Linked DNA regions of Mus musculus: region 2 is linked to region 1. The links are chromatin contacts, called in public promoter capture Hi-C maps. All regions are on one chromosome and are shown on one strand. Each heading gives the region's core, a stretch centred on a gene start, on an enhancer-like site or on the middle of the called end of the contact. The rest is flanking DNA. Distances are from core to core; before and after follow the strand shown. Region 1 holds the start of Dok2 (docking protein 2). Region 2 holds the start of Fndc3a (fibronectin type III domain containing 3A).

Region 1 (3,282 bases), core at 621-3,120:
CTGTGTCTCTGTGTGTGCATGTCTGTCTGTTCTCCAAGTAGTTCACTTTTTTTTTCCTAAAAAATTCTCTGGATAGCTCATTCATTTATTTCCTGAAGAGCACAGGTCCAGTCTTTTATTTTACATATTACTCCAGTCATTTACTCCAGGTTTCCCTTTCAATTATCTCGTAGGATAATCAAGTATACATCCCATGACCCCAGACCTTTGATTCTTAGGAGACAGCAAACATACATTTTTTTTTCTTAATATTGCAAAAGAATTCAGAGGTCTAGACAGACCTTTGTTAAGAACAGACAATAAGAGAGTTAGGTGAGACACTGCCCTGACCACACCTGGGCCTAACCTCCCTCTGTCCTAGGCTGACCTGGAGCTCAGGAATCTGCCTGATAAGCTGACTCATAGTGTGGCTGCCTTTATTCCTTTAGATTCATGAATTCATTCCTTGTAATTCATATCGCATCCCTATATTTTGCATAGTTGAGAAACTATATATATATATATACTGAACTCATGTATTTAGAGTTCTTTCCCATAGCCTCAAGGGCTGTCCTGAAAGTCTCAGCATTTACCATTTTTCTGGAGACATAGCCACCTCACCTTTGCCTCCAGGCCTCACTTTCGCTTCCTGGACTCACGCTGTCTCTGATTAGCATGGAGTCATTAACATTGAAACAGAGGACATTCCTCAGAGTGAAAATATGCACTACACAAACAAGTCTCCCTCTCACAGCAGCCATTGACACTTGTGGAGGCTCACACCAGGGGCTACATGTCGCTCTGTCTCCACCAGTGCTACACCAGGCTTGGCACGCATAGAAGAATTGGAAGTTCTGAAGTTCCCACAGTTTAAGGTAAGTCCCACTTGAACCCAAGTGAGGAAGGAAGCCAACAGCTGAGTTAGACTTGGGGAGGAAATCTTTTTCTAGAGAGAATGTTCTTATTTCTAGATTCACCACAGACTTGTGTATTGTATGTTGTTCTTATTGCTAGATTCACCACAGACTTGTGTATTGTATGTGTTTTTGGCAGGCAGGAAATACTTTCATACAATGGGACTGGTGCGTGTTGTGTGTGTGTGCGTGCACACACACACACACACACACACATGTTTTATCTATCTGTAATTTACCCAGTATATGGCTCATCTTTGCTTGAGCTGGGAGACTTGGGTTCTGGGTGTTAGCCTTATAGGCCCTTCAGACCATCTCTATCTCCTTTTCTTTTTTTTTCTTTTCTTTTCTTTACTTTTCTTTTCTTTTCTTTTTTTCTCTCTTTCTTTCTCTCTTTCTTTCTTTTTTCTTTCTTTCAAGATTTATTTACTTATTTTATGCATATGAGTACGTGTACATTGCTCCGTTCAGGAACATCAGAAGAGGTCATCAGACCCCATTACAGAGCCACCATGTGGTTGCTGGGATTTGAACTCAGGACCTCTGGAGGAGCAGTCAGTGCTCTTAACCGCTGAGCCACCTCTCCAGCCCCAGTTTTCTCTTTTCAATGAGTAGGTTATGGTGATTGATTCCAAAGGGCTTTTCCAGCCCTGACACACTCAGCATCCTGCCTGAATGTAGAGCCCTCACCCCGGACTTTCTTGAACAACTTGATTTTGGGGTCTCTTTGTTCTTATGGCTCAGTCCTTCACACCAGCTTCTGCAGAAGTGTGAAATTTGGCTTTTTTTGGAAATTGCATGTTACTCACTGGAAATGCAGGAAGGAAGCTTGCTCGTGAAGTGCACTTAAAAAAAAAAAAAGGCGCACACAGAGCAAGAAACCACAGGGCCTATCAGCCTGTCGTCATCAAGCAGACTAGAATAGTGTAGAAAAACTCTAGTCAGAGAGGAAATGAACTAGAGAGAAGGGGGAACAGGCCCAGAAGAGAGAAGAGAGAGGGCAGAGGCAATGGCAGTGGGGAGCTGAAGCTGCGATGGTCAGGATGGAGGAGCCAGCTGTGAAGCAGGGCTTCCTGCATCTTCAGCAGCAGCAGACCTTTGGCAAGGTAAGAGTAAGGCTGGGCTCTCGCTGGGCGGAGCAGCTTGGGGGAGGGCCCTGTTACTATCCCGGGTAGAAGGGTGTCTTAATATCCCTGACCCTTATGAGACCATGTGCTCCACCAGTTTAGACAAGAACACTACTTGGGGAAGATGTCTGCCTTCTCAACGTGCCTTGCCTTCTAAACCAGGCTCTGGATCGCTCTTTGCTGAGGGCTGTTTGTCCTTGCTTGTGGGGGAGGAAGCAGATTCTGACATTATCTCTCTCTCTTTTTGTTCCCTTGCTCAGTATTGAATTTGGGGGTACCTTGGGCGGGTACGGAAGGAAGAGTTGGGGGCCAGTCAGTTTGGGATGACAGCAGAGGTCCCTCTCACCTTTGACTGCTACTGAGCTGTGGCCCCAGGGTGTTCCAACCTCTTCCTTCCCTAGCCTCTTTGAAGGGGAAGCTCTTCTGCCTCCTGCTGTTACCCAGCTGTGCTTACCCCAACACCCACCTCACCCTGTCTAGGTCTCTGTTTCTTTGTTTGTCTCTCATGGTCCAACTCCTTAATCAGTGAGACAAAAAAGGAGAGGAGGTGGGAAATTTTGGAGCCAGAACCTTCCTATGAAATGAAGACTTGTCCCTGGTCTAGGCTACTCTCCCCTCACTGTTCATCTCTGGGCTCAGTGACTTTTGTTCCCACTACCTGGCTGATGGGCCTGTCATCTTCCTGGACTCTGCATCCATTGGACATTTACTGTGGCCTTTGGCTAGCCTGCGGATCTTGGTCAGCTCTGTCATTCCATGGTCTCTGTTGTCTTCTCGGGCCTCTCTGACTGGCTGTGATGTTTGCCATTCTCCCCATCCTGTGTGGCTGCCCCAGCCCCTCTACCTCTCCCACAGTTCCTCTTCTCCCCTTTCATGACCATCTCTCCATCTCCGATGGTTCCCACTTGGCCTCTACGTGGCATACCTGGGCTCAGAAGTGGCGCCGGTTCGCAGCCGTGTTATATGGAGAGTCTGGCTGTGCCCTAGCCAGACTAGAGCTCCAGGATGTCCCCGAGAAGACACGGCGAGGAGAGGCCACTCGGAAGGTTGTCCGCCTCAGTGACTGCTTACGGGTAGCAGAGGTAGGCAGTGAGGCCAGCAGCCCCCGGGACACCAGTGCCTTCATCCTGGAGACCAAGGAGCGCCTGTACCTACTGGCAGCCCCCTCGGCAGAGCGCAGTGACTGGATACAGGCCATCTGCCTGTTGGCTTTCCCGGTGAGGGGTACAAAGTGGCCCAGGGGAGGGCGGCCACCAGGGGAG
Region 2 (3,488 bases), core at 314-2,813, 1.9 Mb after region 1:
GTCTCCATGGGTAACTGATCTCATTAGTTGAGAAAAAAAAAATCAATTTAAACAAGAAAATGTTAAGAAGGCAGGGGGGTCATCTCTCTGGAACATTTTTAGGTGACTTAAACAACATTTCCGAGATGACAAGAATTACACACTCCGCAAATACACACAAACTAAATATTTATCTAAACACGGGATATGAGCCAGAAATCTCAATTTGCTTCTGTCTGACATATGGCTCGGTTTTGACTGGCATATGTTTCGTACTGATACTGGCAAAAGCATAGTGATTCAAATATTACAGAAAAGCTTCAACTGCTCTTTCATTCTTACAACTCATCTTAGCCAAGAGGCTGAGAGGCGATGCTTATTTGCTTCTTACAACACGCACAAACTTGGGTTTCAAGAACTGAAACAGACCACAATAGGATGCAGCAACATCATTATGTGGCTCGGTGTTTTTTAAAGTCTACCCGTGAGCACTTCAAGATTATAATACAAAAAGAGGGAAAGCCTTGTCCGCCTGCCACTGTCAGTTAGTAGACGGACAGCCGAGAAGGTGCCCAAAGGAACTTACAGTCTCACTAAAATAAATAATCTCTAGCTCACCATCCTTAGCACCCTCAGCAATCTCTCTCTCTCTCTCCCTCCCTCTCTCTCTCTCTCTCTCTCTCTCTCTCTCTCTCTCTCTCACACACACACACACACACACACACACACGAATACCCCCCAATGCTTTTTATGAAAGGTGATAGTTTAATAAAACTACAATTACCTATCACACACGGTAAAAGCAGCAAGCGCTAGCGATCTGACGTCGAAATTACTCGCTCCTTTTCCTTCACCCAGCGCGTGCCGCCCTTTCCCAGAGTCGTGTCAAAAGTTCACCCACGCAGGCTGCCGAGCTGGGCGAGCACCGCAGCCTCCCTTCCTCCTCGCCACCGACCGAACAGGTGGTTGCCTTACCTGGGGAAGAGGAGCCGCCAGGCACCGGCTGCGGCGGCCGCCCGGGCGGCCAGGCAGGCGGGCGCAGACCCGAAGGGCGTGTTTTCGAGGATTTAACCCTCAGGTGCGCAGGCAGCGCTCCGCTGTCGCCGAGCCCCGGCAGGTGTCGCGCACGTCCCCGCCGCGTCCCGGGTCCGTCACCCCGCGGACGGCGCGGCCTCGCGTGGGGGCGTCGCCCGTCCGCCCGCCCTCCCCGACGGGCTCAGCCCTCCGGCGGCGCGGCCCGCAGCCCCAGCCTAACGGTTTCCCCGACGCGGGCTCCGGCGTCCCCCTGCCGGCTCTCACCTCCGAATCCCGCCGCTCCGAAGCGAAGGAAGGCGGATCCCCCACCCCGGGCGTCTCTCCTGCGAGGCTCCGGCTCGTCCTCTCACTCGCTTGGCGGTGGGCCGGGGCTCCCGCGGCCGCCGCTGCGCTGACTGCTGTGGAGGGGGGTTGTTGGGGAGGGGTGTTTCCCGGCAGTGACGGCGCCGCCGCCTCAGCCCCGCTCTTCGCTCCCTCTCCGCGTAGCTCCCGCTTTCTGTTTCACCCGAGGGACCGCGAATGCCGCCGCCGCCATGATTACTACGGAGCCGGGAGGAGGAGCCCGGAGTCGGCGCGCCCAGTGCGGCTGCGCGAGCCCCGCCGACGGCGCCCCCGGCCGCCTGGACCCGGAGCCCCCGCGCGCGCACACACACACACACACACACACACGAGCTCGAGCGCGCGCACCCGAACCCGCTCGCCCGCCGCCCCGCAAGCCGAGGCTTCCCGGGCCCGCAAGTGTGTGTGGCATGCGAGCTCCGGTGCCGCTCTCCCAGAGCCCGGGAACTGTGCGGATGATTGACGTATCCGGGGCCCCACACGCCATTCCGAATGCAGTTTAGAAAGCGCCCCCCACCCACCGCCCCCAGAGACGAACCGTGTCAGCCCCTCTCGGCAAGCCCCAGAACTTAGGATGCCGGCAGGTGCTTTTAGAGGCAAGCCCCGGACGGGGAAGCGCCCCGAAGTGGGCTCAGACCTTCCCACTCCCAGACGGTTAGAGCCCCGGCATTTTCTAGCACCCACGAAACAGATTTACGTCTTTCAGAAACGCACAGCTTAAAGGTTCTGGACTCGGACCAGCCGAATCTAGTGGAAACCCGTTACCTTGACGTCTGCCACCGCGGAGAGCGAAGCGGAGGCGGCGACAATTTCCTTAAGCCTCGAGCGATGGGGGGGCGGTGGGGGGGACGCTGCAGTAGCGCCTGAGGGCCGGCCCGGACTGCTTACTTTTGCAGTTTCACCGGAAGCCTTAGGGAGAGGGTCGTCTTTGGGAACCTGAGTCCTCCCCCTGTCCAGCCAAAACTGGTGACTGATGAAACCAGGTTCCACGTCTGACTTGTAGTTCAGTTTATTGGTTGCGCTGCGTTTTAAGGTGGCAATCTTTTTTTTTTTTTTAATCATTTGACAGAAATCTCTCGAAGATGTACGAATTTCTTACGTTCTTAAAAAAGAAAAAAACAAAACAGAACTGGATAATGAAATTCTTAGTGGATCATTGAATATCAAATAAGATACTCAGACAGTACCAAAGTCCCATGGGATTGCAGAGGTGTGCGCGAGTGTATAAAATCCCCACCTTGGTGCTGTTTTATTTGCAGTGTTCTTACTTTTCTTAAAGACCCCTCACTTGGCTTGTGTTCATCTGCCTGTACATCCACTTTAACCATTTCTATTTTCCTGTGGTGGTGTTTTTTAAGCCCCGCTTTCTTCCTTCTCCACCTACTTTTTGCTATGGCTGCAGGCAATGATTGATCCGATGTTTGTATCCACAGCTAGCTAATGAGAGGTTATTTTTCTTCCCGTCAACAAGTAGGATAGTGATTCTATCAAATTGCATCTTGAGATATTTGGGGGTTGGGGAGAGGGGGCAAAAGTCCTTTCCCTGAGAGAAATGTTTCATTTTCTTAACTTCCAGCTTTGGCCCTCTTCCAGACAAAATTACTGGAAAGCTGAGCTTGGAATAACAGAAGTATAACTGCTCATTGTTTTGCAATAGGAGAGTTTATATCTGAATGTGGAGGACTTGTGTGGCTTCCCCTTACTGCTGCCCAACTCTTGTTCGGTTGGAGGCTAAAGTCTCCAAAGTTAACTCCAAACTAGTATTTTCCAAAGCATTGCTCTTGTAAACTTCGTAAAAATGCCGAATCCTACCGCTACTCCCTCAAGATTCTGGTTCCATGATTCAGTGGTAGACAAAAAATAATAATAATGAAAAAAATTAAAAATAAAAAATGAACTTAAGAATAACCTGCATTTTTATAAGTATGTTTAAAGCCCATCTACATGCCACAGGCAAAGTAAAAAATAATAGACTAGTTGAAGGAGACAAGGGCATGTAATTCAAGACATCACTGAAGTAGACCTAGACACTTTGATATGGTGCACAATGCTGTGAGGAGGAGGGGGAAAACTGAGGGATTTATATCCTTTGGGGAGAAAGAAAGACATAAATCACCCTAGCCAGAGAGACACAG

What was found. Promoter capture Hi-C pulls out the DNA fragments that hold promoters and counts their contacts.
Region 2: a contact with region 1 is called in a promoter capture Hi-C map of embryonic stem cells, with 6 times the contacts expected there. The contact joins the promoter of Fndc3a here to the promoter of Dok2 in region 1. A contact is called at or near these places in 5 of 39 promoter capture datasets (cranial neural crest, embryonic stem cells, hippocampal neurons and 2 more), 1 of 484 Hi-C or Micro-C datasets (CD4 T cells), 5 of 115 datasets of contacts at active chromatin or transcription factors (astrocytes, embryonic stem cells, large pre-B cells and 1 more) and 2 of 9 other capture datasets (adipose tissue and embryonic stem cells).

Annotation. Positions count from the first base shown.
Region 1 is chr14:70,772,511-70,775,792 of GRCm38.p6, forward strand. It overlaps Dok2 (docking protein 2), which reads left to right and starts at 1,871. Exons shown (of 5, transcript NM_010071.2): 1 at 1,871-1,999; 2 at 2,956-3,237. The coding sequence starts at 1,928.
Region 2 is chr14:72,708,440-72,711,927 of GRCm38.p6, forward strand. It overlaps Fndc3a (fibronectin type III domain containing 3A), which reads right to left and starts at 1,564. Exons shown (of 26, transcript NM_207636.2): 1 at 1,279-1,564.